Regions from separate parts of the Mus musculus genome. Here regions 2 and 3 are each linked to region 1. A link is a contact called in public promoter capture Hi-C data. All regions are on one chromosome and are shown on one strand. The core of a region is the stretch at or near the end of the contact, and the rest is flanking DNA. Distances in the headings are between cores, read along the strand shown. Region 1 holds the start of Islr2 (immunoglobulin superfamily containing leucine-rich repeat 2). Region 2 holds the start of Imp3 (IMP3, U3 small nucleolar ribonucleoprotein). Region 3 holds the start of Neil1 (nei endonuclease VIII-like 1 (E. coli)).

Region 1 (3,840 bases), core at 890-3,389:
CTCTCCTTCCCTAGGTATTATTAACCGTAAAAGCAATCGACGGCAATTCTGGGCGGCGCCAGGGCTCTGCCTGCCGTCTTCTAGCAGAGCTCAGTGGTTGAATCAGGAATTGCAGCTCCTACCCAAGACCCTGCGGACGCTGCTAGCGGCGACTCCGGCTGGCCTTGTCTGGACCGGCACTGGGTTCTGCAGGGTTGAAGACGGGGTAAGGGATGTCTTCTCCCTGGTGCAAATTCGGGCAACAGAAGCATTTTTCGGGAGAGTGGGTGGGAAGCTGGGTTCCACGGGAATCAGTACCCCAGCCAGCGTGGTCGCCACGCCCTTAAACTATTCTGTAGACGCTGGAACCGCCCTCTCTACAGGGAGTCCCCTGGTTTCAACCTCTTTAGGGAAGAAAGCCAGAGTTGGGAGAGCTTACCCCAGACACTCCTGCACGTCCGTGCGATCGAGAGAGCTCATGAGCCCATTCTTCCTTCCAGCCCTCGGCCCTTCGCTCCTCCTAAGTTATCCCTCTGCAGGCTTGCGTCCCTCCAAACTCAAAAAAAGAGAGCTGACTAGAAGTAAAAATCGGATGAGTGGATGTTCACTGGCGGAGGAACGCCCACGCCTTGCGTCTTTCTCTCCCCCACCAGGAAAGTCCTCAGGATTCTCCATCCCAGAACACTAAGAACAGCAGAACGTCCCTCTGCTGCCACACCCTCTTCTGGTGCGAGGCACCCCCCACCCCCTCAAGGTTGCTAGAACATGAACAATACGACAGACATTCCTCTTACTTTGCAGACAAAGAAGTCGGTATCGGGCGGCTATTCCAAATCTCTGAGGCCTTGTCCCAGGTTAGAGCCTTGTGCTGGACGGCCTCAGACGTACAGGATTCCAGGCAGGGAGGAGTCAGAGTTCTCATCTCCTCTCCCTTCTCAAAGACATCTTCCCTGGATCGCTCAAGCACCCTCTCCTGGTTCGGTCTGTGGGGTTTCCAGGCCCGAGCAGGTGTGAAGTTCTAGATTCCGAACTTGGCTGAGTTTGTGGGGGTCCCATCAGCCCGTAGCCAGGAGTAGGAAAGAGGGAGGGACCAAAGTGAGCACACACCAGTGTGTTCATATTTAATTTACAAAGGAGCCTCAGAAACCCTGCCGGGTGGTCCCTTTAGATGCAGCGTTCTTCCTGCATCTCTCTGCGCCCCCCTCCCTAGCTCATTAAAATGCTTAACACTCAAATCGGGGTATTGATCTCTGCAGAGGCCCCAAACACACTGCCATCCAACCAAGACAGAAGACTGACTCTGATGAGGGCTGGGAGACCCCAGCACCCCAGTATTACAGTGTATATGAAAGAGAAGGAGGGGACTCTCTACACATCTCTCAAAATCTATGCCCCCTTACCAGTTCTGGCTAGCAGCTCTGTCTCCTGGGATGCCATAGGCGGGGGAGTGAGATGATGCATTTTAGTCAAATCCCTAGACATCCCTTGAAATTCTCCTGCTCATCGCTAAAAGAAATGTCCAGGGTTTGCCAAAGAGAACAGCGAGTCCCGAGTCTGCTGAGGCCAGCTGTTACATGAGGGTGTGAGATGGCAGGGCGGTGGCTGCTGCCTAGGCTTTCACAGTGTGTGTGTGTGTGGGGGGGGTGCGAGCATGCAGGGGTTGATGGCCAGCTTGCTAGAGATGCTGAGAGGATACTGAGGAGCGGGGTGGTGGTGCAGGAAATGCTCAGGGGTTGTAAGTCCCTAGTCCACAGCACTCAAGAGGAGCAAACGGTTTTTGTAACTATCCTGGTCCCTGTAGCCACTATTAGTGGGCAACCTTGGTGTCCTGTTAGCCCGCAGCAAGCAAGGGCAGAGTGAGACACTTGGGTGAGTTCAACCTAATGTTTTAGGAGCTCAGAAGACACCCACTCCACTGTGAGCACTAGGTAGCCCACGGGCAGTGGAGTGCACGCGCTGGTTTTGCCACAAAAGACCTGAGCGTGGAGTTCAGGCTCAAGAGGCTGAGCAGGGTCTGCGATGGGCTGGGGAGGTGGGCGTCTCCTCTCCGCGCACCCTGCAGGGCTGCGCCTACTAATCTGGCGAATTAGTCTGGCGGTGATTGGGGGTGGAGGGGAACCAGGATTTGTATCTGCCCAGATCCAGGCAAAATATGACAGAGAGGGTGAGGCGTTCTGCTAACACTATCAATTATGCATCGTGTTGAACGAAGCTTCGGGGAGGGGGAGGCTAGCAGGCGGCAGGAGGAAAAGGGTCCGGGAGAGCCAGGCAGCGCAGTTCAGCAGGTCCCACTGGAGGTCTTTCTGCGCCACTGCTTGCTTTGGAGAGGGGGGAAAAAAGTGTTTAAAGGCAAAGACACGCCCCTCCAGTCCTATGCTTTTCTTTCTCCCAAATTCCTCAAAGATGGTTTGTCTCACGTGTTGCGGGGCGTAGAACGGCTCGCATTCAATTAGAAGCGAAGCTCGCGGGCGCTGGCGGGACGGGCGCGTGAGGGTGAGTGAGCGTGGATATTTGTGTGCGCGCAAAAGAGAACGGTGAGTGTTTGAGTGAAGGTGTGCTTGTGAAAATGTGTGTGAAAGTAGGGAGAACTTAGCGCGTTGACGCGATTATTACATGTTGACGAGTAGTTCTAACCTGTGAAAGTCATGTGAAGATGTGTGTGTGTGTGTGTGTGTGTGTGTGTGTGTGTTGGGGAGGGGTTTGGAGACATAAGGAGGAATAGTGACAATGTCATCGAATGTGTAAATGTGGGGAGAAGTAGAAAATGGGTGCTAGGGGTACGGTGGGCTGGAAAGGGCGGAGCCTTGGGCTATGGGCGTATGGAGCCCCTTGAGACCGACAGGTCTCAGCCTGAGGTGAGTAGAGGATCTCTATGGCTTTAACAAATGTAAACGCAGCACGAGGTGGGAGACTGTGCGCGTTCCCGCCGAGCACGGGGGCGCGCGACCGCTCTCAAACCTGCAATCCTGGAGAAGTAGGGCGAACAGATAAGGAAAGAAAAAAATTGAAGTAGGACTTTGGGGCCAAGGGGAGTTCTTTCAATGCACTCCCCCTTTCTCCCCACCGCCACAGCAACAGATGCCAGAAGCTCCCTTAGACTGTCACCTGAGTCTGGAGACCGGCTCGCAGCCCCACAGCATCACACTGCAAGTCAGAGAGCAGCAGGTAAGCAGTGGAAGGGCCCCACAACCTCAGTCCACAGGGTCGATCCAGCCTAGTCAGGGTTGGGTGGCTGTCTGGGAGGAACAGGGAAGGGAGGTGCCTCCTTTAGGAGCAAAAGCAAGAAGGGACCCGCTAATCTCAGAGACAGGGTGTAGGAGAGGGTCTTCCAAGACTGACAGGACCCTCAAGTTGGGGCAGGGAGTCTGTGTTAATATATTTGTATGTCTAGAGACAGGGGATGCACTCAGGCGTCTTAAGGCTCTAGAGGGAAGTATAGAACCTTGGACTGTCTCCAGGCTTATTAGCTAGAGACTGTTCCCTAAAAACCTGTGGGCAGAGGGATTCGCCTGGGCTCTGTGAATCCAAAGAGGAAGCTTTATTGACTGTTTCCACAACATGCCTGCTCTAGTCAGGGGGTAGGATTTTCTTCTCAGAGGAAAGCATGGTTGAGCAGTTGTGACTTCCTGAGGGGAGCTGCAGCCCAGGGCAGGGAGGTGAGAAGGCAAAGTGGGTGGAGGCTGCCTAGATCCCCCACACCACACCTCACAAGTTCTCCATGTTGCATCGGCTAGGGGTTCGGTCTCAGAGTAGGGCAGTGTGGCACCTATGTCTCTGAGTGTGGCTGGTTCACATGAGGACTTGTGTCCCTGTGCCTGTCCCTTCTCACTGTACACAGGAAAGTGCTTTGCTTCCTGGTGG
Region 2 (3,840 bases), core at 816-3,315, 1.3 Mb after region 1:
AGAAGAGGACATCAGATCTCATTACAAATGGTTGTGAGCCACCATGTGGTTGCTGGGATTTGAACTCAGGACCTTTGGAAGAACAATCGGTGCTTTTAACCACTGAGCCATCTCTCCAACCCTAGTTTTACTTTTTAAAAAATTTTGTTTGTATGAATGTAAATGACGTACCATGCATGTGGAAGGGTCGGCTCTCTCCTTCCACCATGTGGGTTCCAAAACTAAATTCACACTGTCAGCCTGAGCAGCAAGTGCCTCTCTCCCCATTGAGCTATCTTGCCTGGCTCACTAGCAAGGAAGAGGAAGCACATAAAATCTGAGCCTCATCAGTGCACACTGTAATATTAGCACTGGAGAGGCTGAGACAGGAGGATCACTTCTAGTTCCAGACCAGCTTGAGCTTCAAATCAAAACCGGTCTCAAAAGAGAGAGAGAGAGAGAGAGAGAGAGAGAGAGAGAGAGAGAGAGAAGAAAAATAACCCCTACACAAATACCTTAATCTGCCAGACTCTGAATTCTATTTTGTATTTGGTCTGGGATAAAACTTGGTGCTCTATTTACCAGTTCTATTGCTTTATGGTTTTCCTTTTGCTTCTGCTGCGTTTTTTTTTTTTTTTTTTTTAAAGTCCTAAATTTCTCTGCATAGCCCTGGTTGTCCTCATGTCGACCAGGCTGGCCTGGAACTCAAAGATCTGCCTGCCTTAACCTCCTAACTGCTGGGATTAAAGGCTGTGCCAGCACTACCTCGCCCTTTTGCTTGTTTTTTTTTTTTGGGGGGGGGGGTGTCCTTAACTCTGAAGCCAGGACCTTGAAGAACATCTGTTTTCAGGAACCTCCTGGGTCCCTTCTAACCACTAGCTGGCCAAACTACAGGGCGATCATTTCCTTAGGCAAGCAAACACTCCAGGACTTTAATATGGTATTTCCTGGGGCTGGAATATCAACAGGAAGTCTTGTGGATAAAAGCTCTGCCAAAACATTCATTCCGAGAAAAGGACTGGTTAAGTGACAAATCTGCCCAGCTTGTACAACATCCTGCAACCTCCACGTGAGGCTCCAAAGCCTCACGCCTTCAACCCTTTTCCTGCCCTTAGGCTCTTCAGCTAGCAAGATAATAGATATGGCTATGTAGGACCCTAGGTAAGAAGAACGACCAGACAAAAATGTGCACTTAAACAACGTCGGTGGGACATTTATTGGCATTAGGAAAGGGTTTCTTTAAACGATATAAATATACTGAACTCAAACTCTCCATCCAGACGGTCCTATTTCAAGATGAAAGCAAAGGGGAAGAGGTAACATTCCTGCTTCTACACCACAAAGTTTAAGGCACAAGAAGCTAGCAATCCCCAGTGCGGTACAAAACTGCTTCCCACTGTCTCTCAAGACACAGTCACTTAATTGTCAGTCCAAATTCTAGGAAAAATTCCCAGTACACCGGGGCAATCCTCCCCATCCCCGGTTCAGTGACCTGTAGCTGAGAAGCCAGGACAAGAAGACTCGCTAGGCATCTAGATCAAAGTCATCGCGCTCCTCATTGTACTCCAACACGTGCCGCTTGATCTTGGATGAGTCCACCCAGGTGACAAAGTCCTCCATGCTGCGAGTGACGAGAAAGGCGGGATCAGTGACCACGTCTGGGCCCACGCGGACATGACCCTGCTCCACAAAAGCCACAGCAGCTTGGAGATGCTGCGCCATGCGTAGCTTGAGGAGCAAAGTAGGCAAGCGGCGGCGGCAGAAGGACGAGGCCGAGACGGAGTCGCAGAGTTCCAGTGAGCCGCGCGTGGGCACCAGGCCCATAGCGTACAGCTTGTCCAACAGCGCCGCCGAGGCGCGCACGCGGAATGGGTCGCGTTCCGGCAGGTCGCGCAGGCGCCGCGCCAGCTCGCGCACCGCTCGGCTCAGCTGGTTGTAGCGCGTGTACTCCTCGCGCCGCTGCAGCCGGTACCGCCGCAGCACACGCAGTTCGTGGAGGTTGTGGTCGGTGACTTCCCAGTTTAGGAAGTCCACCTGTTTCAGCAGCTTCTGCTCGTGGAACTTAAGCTTCCGCACCATGATGGAGAATGCGGGAGAAAGGGAATACGTTGAAAATCTAGCGTAATTTCCGCCTCGACGTAGAAAGACCCCGCCTCTAGATCACTGGACCAATCAAAAGATTGGTTAAAGACACGCCCCCGGTTTTTCATTCGTCCAACTCTGGAACTTCCTGTTTTGAAAGGGGAGCGGGGGAGAAAGAATTGCGGAAGGAGAGCCGTGTCCTGCGAATACACTTTTCCTTGCATGCAGTGCGTATGCAACTAGTCTAGTCCAGTGTTGTGTTTTGTTTTTAAATATTTATTCATTTACGTATTTTGTGTATATGATTGCTCTGTCTTCATACCGGAAGAGAGCTTCAGATCCCCTGTTTGTGGTTTTCCTGGGAATTGAACTCTGGACCTTTGGAAGAGCAGTCAAGTGCTCTTAACCGCTGAGCCATCTTGGCAGCACCTAGTTTACTCTCAGAGTTCTGTCTTTGGTGACTGAAGAGAGTCTGCTCCGTCAATAGCTGTAGATGTCAGTTTCCAGAGAGAGAGGTTACTGCCTTTAAAAGAGTTGTCTCATAGTTTTGGTTGTGAGCCTATTATTTAATGGCTGAGCTATCTCTCCAACTCTGGAAAGATGGCTTAGCAGTTAACAGCACGGCTGCTCTTCCGGAGGTCATGAGTTCAAGTCCCATCGCCCACATAGTGGTTCACAACCATCTATAATGTGATCTGATGCTCTTTTCTGACATGCACATGTACATGCAGCTAAGAGCACTGATACACATAAAACAAATCTTTTTTTTTTAAAGCATACACAACTTTAGAAGAGTGGAATGCTAATAAATAAATAAGAGGATTATCTCTGTCAAAAAACGTGATTAGAACTCTGCAAATGTCTCAGTTCCAGTGGTCCCCAGAGTTGACAAATAGTCCCATCCTGGCCAGCATGAGATCTGTCACTGGACTGGCAGTAGTACCAAACAATCAGGATTGGAAGCATTCCTGCCTCTTATTTTTTTGACACAGTTTCCTTAGGTAGCCCAGGTCAGCCATGAATTCACCACAATATAACCAGATTCAATCCAAAAGGATGAGATTATGAGTGAGCATGTGCCACCATGGCTGTCTTACTTTATTTTATTTTTTGAGACAGAATGTCTCTAGTACTATCTGTCCTGGTAATTTTTATATAGACCAGGCTGTCCTTAAACTCAAAGAGATCCATTTACCTCTGCCTCCAAGTGCTGGAGTTAAAGTGTTACTCAGGTATGTCTGGAGATTGTTTCTGCAATCCTCAGTGACTGATGGTACCCATCAATGATGAGAAATTCAGAGTGTAAGTAGGAGTCCTAACCTTCATCTGTAAGAGGTGAACAGTCTGGTAAACAATTCCTGTCTGAAATCACAGAAGCAGAACGAAGGCCAGAAGAATTTCTACTGAGCCCCTACCTGTTGGGGTAACCTCCTGACACACAAACCATATCAGTTATGAAGGTGTGTCTCTCTACTCTCTATTGCTGTAAGTGAGGCTGGCAGGATATATTGTATTGTCACTTCTACAGCCCACAATGCATGCTTTCTATGTGTCGCTTCCTCATCTACCCCAAAAGATGATTTGCTGAGATTATCACGTTGAAAAGCAAGCTATGAACTTCAGGAGCATGTGAAGGGGTTGGTCCTGCAGATCCAAAGCTGCAGTATCTCCATGGCACCTGGTGTGGTGGTTTGAATATGCTTGGCCCAGGAAGTGGCACTATTAGGAGGTGTGGCTTTGTTGGAGGAAGTGTGTCTCTGTGGGGGGTGGGCTTTGAGA
Region 3 (3,840 bases), core at 460-2,959, 1.1 Mb after region 1:
TGGCTTCTGTACAGGAGAGAATATTTGAATTTCACGAAGAATGAGCTACTGAGAATAACTACACGGGCAAATTAGGGAGCAGAAGATAAAATATACTCCCTGATTTGTGACAAGAACAGTTAACACGGGCCAGCAAGATGGCTCAGGGGTAGAGGCGTTTGCTTTCTGAGGTGGGAAACCCATGTTATAGCCAGCATCTAGAACCTCAAAACTCCTCTTAAATGGAGAGGGAGATGGGAGGTGCAGGCGGGAGAGCTGTTCAGAAGCTCTGGGGCCAGCCAGCCTGGAGTGCAGTACAGCAGCATAAACAAGAGAGGCCTGCTTCAACTGGCCAGAGAGACCTGACTCCGACTTCCGCATGTGCACTGTGGTACATGAATACCTCCCACACACACACACACATCATATACACAGCACAACGACAATAAAAAAGAATCCAACAGAGAGTTTGCTGTACAACAGTGTTAGCTACAGACCGCATGCTGCACTTGCTCATCTTAGGCAACTGGAACTTTATTCCTACTATCAACCTCTCCTCCCCTACCCCATCTTCAACAATCTTTCTCCTCACTCTGTGTGTCTGATTAATGTGGACTTCTCACATAAATGGAATCTCAGTGTTTGTCCTTCTGTAACTGACCTACCTACCACCTAGCATAATATCCTCAAAATCACCTATGCTGCTACCTGTGGCAGGCAGTGTATAATATTCCACTCTGCTTATATTCCACACGCTGTGTTTCTTAAGACATTTTTATCATCTCCCTCCCCACCCCATGTGTGTGCGAGCTTGCTAGTTCATGCTTGAACACGTGAGTACAGCCGCCTGATGAGACGGGAAGCCTGTGGAGGCCATTCTCATTCAAACCACGACAGTGGCCCTTTCCTATCATCCCAGTTCTTACTGAGGAGGCTGAAGAGAAGATCAGGGGAAGCTGGGAACCAGTCTGAGGCCCAGGACAATGAGGAATACATAGCAAGACCCTCTCTTTAACCGTCCTCTCCTAAAAAATATAAGAAATGAGTAAATGGGTGACTGGAGGAACAAGAGAAATAAGTGTGTAAAAGGGTGAGTCTCCGCTGTTGGTCAGCACAACGCACCTGCAGAGGCTTTCTTTCTCTTTTATACGTTTTAATAATGCTGCTTCCATCTCCCAGGGACGTTTGAGGCTTAGCCTCACCAATGTTTCTCTCCTCTTGTTCTCCCCTAGCCTACCCATCACCACTCACCCCTGCGGCAGCCACACAGGCCTTCCTCAGCTTCTGTTCCTGAACTTTGAATCGATCCCTTGTGCCTGGCAAAAGGTATCTTGCCGACACTTTTTTTTTTTTTTTTTTTGCCTGAGGTTGTGACAGTCAAACCAAGCTTTTGTGCCTAACTCCTGACTTTACCTAGTGCTGCCCCAGATATAAGCCCCTGTGGTATTGCCGGATGCACTCCCCCCTCTCGGCCCCCTAGCTCCCGCAGGCCGTGATAAAGTTGTTTATATGTTACATCTGACTGCTCATTGACACGGCCATCTTGGGTCCCCAGGGATTGTTTATCTTGCACCTGTGTATGCCTCGCATACAGCTGCTTGTGGCTCTACACAGCGCCGTTTCCGGCTGCTGGCGTCAATCCTGGCCAGGCTAACTGGTGACTTCAACTGCAGACGCAGCTGCGACTCCGGGCACCAGTTCGGAACAAGGCTCTGCTCACAGTTCTTTCGTCACCTCCGGGTTACGCGACTGCTCCAAAGCTTGCCCAACACCCGGGATTCTCATAAATAAGGAACTCCATTCCATACTGCGCCGCCTGCCTGAGAAAACTACATTTCCCAGCAGGTACCAGAGTGTCTCTAGCCTTTCCCAGCGTGCTCTGAAGTTCGGCAGACTGCTGGGATTAACCCCTTACTGGCTGCTGCCTCAGGTTGAGCAGTAACCAGAGCAGGTATTCATTCAACTTTAATGGGGGCGATTCGGGGTCTCAGTAAAGGTGAAGATCTAAAGGATCTGGGAGCCCGGGAAAGACAGAGAAACCAAAATTTTGTTGGGTGTGTGCGCTATCTCACACCTCGCAAAACTAGGACTCTGAAGGTTTTCCGCAAACCGAACCCTTTTTGGTGCCAAGCCCCCAACGCGTCTACTTTAAAACCGCCCGTCTTCCCTACCTACCTTCTCCTCAGATCTTGCTAGTAGCAAAGCGCGAGGTGAGGGATAGAGGAGGGTGGTGAGGACAAAGAACGAGAGCCCTGTCCTTCCTGGCACCCCAGGGATCCATGAGAACAGGGCTGTGCACAGATTGGAGCTTACCCTTCTCCTACTTCTGCCTCCTGTCCTGACAAGAAGGCAGCCGGGAGAAAGCCTCTCTCTTCTGCCTGGGTGACCATGGCAGGCTAGGTCAATCCCATTGGTCCAGCGCACATTTGAGTTTCTACCTCCATGGATGTAGACAGATTCAGGGCCTGATTGAGCTGTAGTGGATGAGTGACCCGAGCTTTGCCTTGGGTGCCGTGAGGTGCTAGAACAGATGCTGAGTAGCTTTGAACTTTGGGAGCTCCTAAGTTAAGATGTGGATTAGGGAGAGAGAAGGCCTCCTTCAAACTTCCTACTGTGTGTGGGATGGGAGGCAGCAGGGGCAAAGGCCAGGAGTTGGGGAGGAACAGGTTTGTAAGTGGGTAGGAGGGATTGGGGGACACAAGGTAATAGGCTCCAGCAAGAATCTGAACTGTATTCTAAAGCGAGGTGTGGAGGCCATGGAAGGAAAGCACCAGTGAGCAAGACAGCCATGTGCCTCCCAGCTTCAGCTTCCTGGTACCCAGTACCTTGGATGGGTGGCCAGGCCACCATTTCTTTGCCTATCCTATATGGCGCTATGCCTCTCTGTGTCTCTGACTTTTCCTCTGTACAAACTTGGTAATAATTCCTACTGAACAAGACATTTCTGGCACGACCTGTTGTCCTCTTCCTACTACAGGGCCCAGCCATTCCTCCTTCAGAATGCCAGAGGGCCCAGAGCTGCACCTGGCCAGCCACTTTGTGAATGAGACATGTAAGGGGCTGGTATTTGGTGGGTGTGTGGAGAAGTCCTCTGTCAGCCGGAACCCGGAGGTGCCCTTTGAGAGCAGTGCCTACCACATCTCAGCTTTAGCCCGAGGCAAGGAGCTGCGCTTGACATTGAGCCCCCTGCCTGGGTCCCAGCCCCCTCAGAAGCCACTGTCCCTTGTCTTCCGCTTTGGGATGTCAGGATCCTTCCAGCTGGTACCCGCAGAGGCACTGCCCCGCCACGCCCATCTACGTTTTTACACAGCCCCACCTGCTCCCCGGCTTGCCCTTTGCTTCGTAGACATCCGTCGCTTTGGCCACTGGGATCCTGGGGGTGAATGGCAACCAGGCCGTGGACCCTGTGTCTTGCTGGAGTATGAACGGTTCAGGTAGGCCTGGGTATGTGGAGCACTAGACCAATAAGAAACAAATCCCAGCCCTCTACTAAGCCTCAGTCCCTCATCTATCGAGATGGTGTCTATGAGAGGGCAGCCCAAAGGAGGGAGACCAGCCGGAGGTCTGAGGATACAGAAACAGCATCAGGCTTTTGTAGTACTTAAGAAACAAGCTTGCACAGTGGGGAGAGGATAGCCTAGTGATTGAGTTTCTGAGTCAAGTTTTGGTTCTCTGTTCTGACTGCTTACCTGTCTATGTCCTGGGGCTTCCTCTGTGACCGTCCCTGTCATCAGAACCTGCCTCTAAAGAGGCAATAAGGGTCTCTGCTGTGAGACAGGCTCTGTAGGGGACAGCAGTGGGCAAAGCAAACTTTCACCACATTGATGACGTGCGGGTAAGATGGGGCCAGGAGACTTTGGC

Evidence for each region. Promoter capture Hi-C pulls out the DNA fragments that hold promoters and counts their contacts.
Region 2: a promoter capture Hi-C map of pre-B cells shows a contact between it and region 1, with 3 times the contacts expected there. The contact joins the promoter of Imp3 here to the promoter of Islr2 in region 1. A contact is called at or near these places in 3 of 39 promoter capture datasets (embryonic stem cells, erythroid cells and pre-B cells) and 1 of 484 Hi-C or Micro-C datasets (B cells).
Region 3: a contact with region 1 is called in a promoter capture Hi-C map of pre-B cells, with 4 times the contacts expected there. The contact joins the promoter of Neil1 here to the promoter of Islr2 in region 1. A contact is called at or near these places in 2 of 39 promoter capture datasets (erythroid cells and pre-B cells).

What each region holds. Positions count from the first base shown.
Region 1 is chr9:58,200,584-58,204,423 of GRCm38.p6, reverse strand. Islr2 (immunoglobulin superfamily containing leucine-rich repeat 2) reads left to right here and starts at 2,139. Exons shown (of 3, transcript NM_177193.5): 1 at 2,139-2,472; 2 at 3,052-3,144. It also overlaps the pseudogene 1600029O15Rik.
Region 2 is chr9:56,935,725-56,939,564 of GRCm38.p6, reverse strand. Imp3 (IMP3, U3 small nucleolar ribonucleoprotein) reads right to left here and starts at 2,065. Exons shown (of 1, transcript NM_133976.2): 1 at 1,167-2,065. The coding sequence starts at 2,058. The coding sequence ends at 1,504.
Region 3 is chr9:57,146,174-57,150,013 of GRCm38.p6, reverse strand. It overlaps Neil1 (nei endonuclease VIII-like 1 (E. coli)), which reads left to right and starts at 1,709. Exons shown (of 10, transcript NM_028347.3): 1 at 1,709-1,930; 2 at 2,957-3,413. The coding sequence starts at 2,980.